Linked DNA regions of Xenopus tropicalis: region 2 is linked to region 1. Evidence: chromatin contacts called from public Hi-C data. All regions are on one chromosome and are shown on one strand. The core of a region is the stretch at or near the end of the contact, and the rest is flanking DNA. Distances in the headings are between cores, read along the strand shown. Region 1 holds the start of acer1 (alkaline ceramidase 1). Region 2 holds the start of adamts10 (A disintegrin and metalloproteinase with thrombospondin motifs 10).

Region 1 (2,654 bases), core at 79-2,578:
ATGACCGCCAAGTCAAAACCTCAAAAATGAATACAATTAAGGCTCTGGCACACGGGGAGATTAGTTGCACGCGACAAATCTCCCTTGTCGCTGGCGACTAATCTCCCAGAAATGCCCTCCCACCGGCGATTTACATTCTTGCCAGTGGGATGGCAACAAGGGAGATTTATCGCGGGCAACTAGTCTCCCTGTGTGCCAGAGCCCTTAAAGGAACAGTAACACCAAAAAATTAAAGAGTTTTAAAGTAAAAGAAATATAATGTACTGTTGCCCTGCACTGGTAAAAGTTGTGTGTTTGCTTCAGGAACACTACTATAGTTTATATAAATAAGCTGCTGTGTAGCCCTGGGGGCAGCCATTCAAGCTGGAAAAAAGGAGAAAAGGCACAGGTTACATAGCAGATAACGGATAAGCTCTGTAGAATACAATAGTGTTTTATCTGTTATCTGCTAAGTGCCTGTGCCTTTTCTCCTTTGAATGGCTGCCCCCATGGCTACACAGCAGCATTCTTTATATAAACCATAGTAGTGTTTTGAGGCAAACACCCCAGTTGTACCAGTGCAGGGCAGCAGTACATTATATTGTAATTTCTTTTATACACTTGAATGTTTTGGTGTTACTGTTCCTTTAAGGAGTGTTTTGGTATTGAGTGACTAGGTGATTGAATTGATGAGTAACAAACATACATGAGAAACTAGTAATAAATGAGTAAAGAAGTGGCAAATAGTAAGAAGCAAAAGCTGAAAAGAAAACACCAAGAAGAGGCACAGACTAGAAAAACCTGCCTTTCTGTCAGACCATCCCAAATCATCTCTTACAATTCAAATCTTCTAAGTTTGAAATGTAATGTATTGCGAAATGTATTGCTCTGTGTATATTGGAAAGCTAATAGTATTTTGCCTTTTCTCGTGGGTTTGGTGCCAGCTGCAACAGCGACAGGTAAAACTGAAACATTGGCATAAATCCATGTGAGAGACTGCCCAGTGCACTGGCACACAGTTGCAGAGTACAGCCACATCCAGGCTTTGGAACTAAAATCAATGTGTCACTTATTATGTATGCATTTTATCTTCCTCTTCATCAGCTTCATAAGGGATCACTTATATCAACAGATACTAAGTTATAATGAAGACGTTCCAGAGACTCATAGAAACGTGCATTCTACCTCCAAGCAAAAGCCAGCAATAGAAGTGAGCTAGTCATACATACCTTTAAGTTACCAAGACGTAACTAGCTAAGTGCTCGCATCAGTCAAGGACTCACAGAGGGATATCACAAAGAGGAGTGAGGTTACACAGGGAGCTATTACACAAGGGCATTTGAATATTCAAGAATCCCAGATGGATATGGTTGTAGCTGTTAGTGTTACAAAGGGAGCTGGTTGTGTGGGAGGCACAAAAGGAGCTGGGTGTGTGACAAAGATAAGGCTGGGTGTGTGTCCCAGACACTGAGAACTGTGACACAGCTGAAGATTACTACATATACACACACACATATATGATTATGCATTGCACAGATTTATTAATTTATGTATGTAAGGATAAATATTGGGGCTCAGTGCATTGTGGGTCTGTTTAAATTTGGTGCATTATTCTCCTCACCATTGCTAAACGTATTTATTTTTGACTGAAATCTGTCATGATCCTTCTTATAGATCTGTTGCAGGGCAACAGTACATTATATTTTAATTACTTTAAAACACTTTAATTTTTTTATGTTACTGTTCCATTAGATTAGATGTAGCTCAGACCATATTAATAGTCAAAGTTTCCTCTATAGCCTTTTGTCCAGAGGGCCTGAAATCTAATAAATTACTTAAGGTAGTACAGGTATGGGACCTATTATACAGAATGCTCGGGACCTGGGGTTTTACGGATAAGGGATCTTTCCATAATTTGGATCTCCATAACTGAAGTCTGCTAAAAAATTATTCAAATATTGAATTAACCCAATTGGCTTGTTTTGCATCAAATAAGGATTAATTATATCTTAGTTGGGATCAAGTACAAGGTAGTGTTTATTATTACAGAGAAAAAGGAAATCATTTTTAAAAATTAGAATTATTTGCTTATAATGGAGTCTAAGGGAGATGGCCTTTCCGTAATTCGGAACTTTCTGGATAATGGGTTTCTGGATAAGGGATCCAATACCTGTACTGACATCTGACCATGCTTATTATATAGGACAGTAATAGGAGCTAATTATGAGTAGTTGTTGAGTTTGCAGCTAGGAGAGTCAGGTTTATCTTTGTGTATAATTAGTTTTAGCTCTGTTCATCTGATTGATCTGCCTCCGTCATCAAGGGCGAAGACACACAGGGCAATTAGTCGCCACAACTTTTTGAAAAGTCACGGCGACTAATCCGTGCAGCGAAAATGCACGCGCGAACAGTCGCCGCGATGGCCATTATAGTCTATGGGTGACTAATCGCCCCATGTGTCTTCGCCCTAAAGGGGCAGTGTAACCATTATTCAAAATGAGTTTAAAGAATAAGGCATGAGCTGAACATACTTTTTACCTACTGTTTTAATTATAACAAATCTATGTTTTTTTGTTATTGAACTTGAATGCCTGCCCATGTGAATACACAGCAGCTTATTTATATAAGATATAGTAGTCATTCTGAAACAAACATAAAACTTTTACCAGTGCAGG
Region 2 (2,654 bases), core at 41-2,540, 170 kb after region 1:
CATGCTTGGCAAATTCTCAACTGGAGGTTTTACAATCCCTGGTCTGTACTGATCAGTCCTAGAGGGACCCTGGGTCTCTCTTCTGCATGGAGGAGACATAACTGTATAGTCTGCTGCTACCCTGCCTAATTATTATCCCACAGAGCCACATATCCTTTCAGTTACCACTGCCCTGTCTGTATCCGGCAAGGTTCTTTTAGGTCTAATTAAGAACAGAGGTCAGACTTCAAAGAAAGAGCGGGATCTGTAAAATTAGACTAGAGAAGTGAGACTTGCAAGCTGGGGGATGGGAGGTGTTATTTTTAACAAATGTTCTTCAGAAAAAGGTACAGCTATGTAGTTTTAGCAGATGACTTAGTGAATATGTTCATTGAGCCAAATACATTTTAAAGGATTTATAAAGAGCTGAAAGATTTTCCTAAAAGCATGTTATACAAATAAAGAAATTATTGGCTGGAAAAGAATACATTCGTAAATTATATGATATTTTAAGCTTTGCTGGGGCAGGGACTGATGTTAGAAATGTATACTCTCTGTAAATCACTGTGGACTATGTCAGCCCTATATTAATAAAGAATAATAATATTATGGATATGCTATAATGAAAAAATGAAAAGTAAAAAGAGAAAATATTTGGGACAATTGGGAGAGAGGAATAGCAAAAGGGAATACAGAGCATAAGTGAGGTTTTCAAGGGAGAGACTTTATAGAGAAGTAGAAAGTGTTAAAAAAAAGATAAAAAGTCTAAACGTAATTCATAGGAAAAGGCTATAAAAATTGGGTATGAGTTTATAGGAAGATGATCAACTATGCAATAGAAAAACAGCATTCGTATTATAGAAAATTATTAGCAGAACAAAGCATTTAAAGCTGGCCACAGTTCTTACATGTTCTCAAGTCATCTTTAAAATAAATAGTGCATATTTAGCTGCTGACGTACCTGCTGTTTTGCTAGTCCTCTGGCATGTCACTGCACCTGATACCTGGGAAGGGTGTTTTTGTGGATGAATTAGCAAAAGATGCCTTTCCGTTTGTAGCCTGCTGATCCTGAAGTTTTAGAGGATCTGTTCCCTGGAAGGATTTTTTAGAAAAAGGAATCTGTATGGGTTCATATTCTTTTTTTGGCTGCTTCTTGGTAAAGTAGAAAAAAAAGCACCGTTGACCTCACATAATTAAAGGGGGCTGTTTATAAAGAGGCACTCCCCTACAGTAGCCTGTATGTTCTTGTTTTATTTCTTACTAGTGTCATTTAAAAAAAAGCAACAGAGGAGGAGGGAGATAGTAACCTATAGGTTTCCAGATGGGCCTGCAACAAATTACTTTACATTGCATTCATCTTGCCTCTGGCAGCAAAGGGGTTAAGTTGCCACAGGGGCAGTGGGCATGACTGATGTTAACAAGGTAGGTGTGGCTTAAGGTGGCTACACCCCCAGTGGTACACCTCTGTTAAAGCAGCAGCTATCCTGGCATGCAGTTTAAGCCATTCTATAAAGCAATCCAATATGCAACTTTGCCATTAAAGGGTAAAAAGGAAATTGCTAAGAAGCGAGCCAAATATTTGGAAATCATACTGTATTTGTGCCAACATTTTATAACTCGTTAAGAGTTGGGGGGAAAGCATGTTTAAGAACAGTGACAAAGCATGCTTTGTTAACAAGATCCTGCTCAAAAGCACCTAGACTAGCATAATGGGGCACGTAAAAGTTTTCATTTTATTGCTGAACTTCCCACAGGGTTATACATATGCTCTTTCTTTTAATTAGAAGTGAACTGTTAATTTAGCCACACTGTGTGAAACCGGCAGCTGCTATGTGACAGTCTAGGCTCATTTTTTTGGCACCAAATTATGCGTGTGACAGTTTTACTGAGGCTTACACAAACGCTTGTGTTAGAGCACTCAGGCTTTTCTAATGGCTGACTTTGCCTTTTGCTTTACAGCTGTAATATGGTTACCAGGTGACGTTGCACACTTGTGCATTTGTAAGTGCTCCACTGTCCTCAAGTGGTGGAATCTGTGAATAACTTCATTTTAATTTTCATTCTGTAAATCAGTAGATGATTTCTCAAAGCTGAAAATATTTTCCATGAATTTGTAACACAGATAAGGGTATATAAACTATTAATTCCGTTCAGCTAAAAAATATTTGTACCTATTCCCGCAAGTGTATAGTGGTACTGGTAAAAACTGAATGGTCAATGCAGCAATGCACCGTGCTAGTGCAAACAGGGCAAGCCCTTAGTTTAGGGTGACCAAATCACTTAAAAATTCAGGGACACATCTAGAAAATCCAGATAGAAGGGCTGAACAGATTGCAATGAAATGTAAATGCAATCAGTGCAGCCCTGAACATGCATTTTGTTAGATGTGTCCCTGAATTTTCAAGTGATCTAGTAACCCTTGTTTATTAAGTAAATAGAATTCCACATTCAAGAAAAAGCCAAAGACAAAGGCAGTGTGGGCAGTTTATTGTTTAGGAGTGAGAAATTGCACTGTGTGAGACTACCCTAAGAATAGAGGTGGTACATCACAATGTAACAGTTTGCATCCAGAAAGACAAGGAATAGAATGACCATGACCTTTTAAAAGACAATATGAAATACAAAACACCAGTGGAAAAAATAGTTGCAATATATGCAGTGTTTACTTTCCAATT

Evidence for each region. Hi-C and Micro-C count contacts between places; a contact is called where the count stands out from the background.
Region 2: a contact with region 1 is called in a Hi-C map of gastrula embryo, with 1.4 times the contacts expected there. The contact joins the promoter of adamts10 here to the promoter of acer1 in region 1. A contact is called at or near these places in 2 of 5 Hi-C or Micro-C datasets (brain and gastrula embryo).

Annotation. Positions count from the first base shown.
Region 1 is chr1:101,986,779-101,989,432 of UCB_Xtro_10.0, forward strand. acer1 (alkaline ceramidase 1) reads right to left here and starts at 1,329. Exons shown (of 7, transcript NM_001112961.2): 1 at 1,209-1,329.
Region 2 is chr1:102,157,764-102,160,417 of UCB_Xtro_10.0, forward strand. It overlaps adamts10 (A disintegrin and metalloproteinase with thrombospondin motifs 10), which reads right to left and starts at 1,291. Exons shown (of 26, transcript XM_031905008.1): 1 at 941-1,291.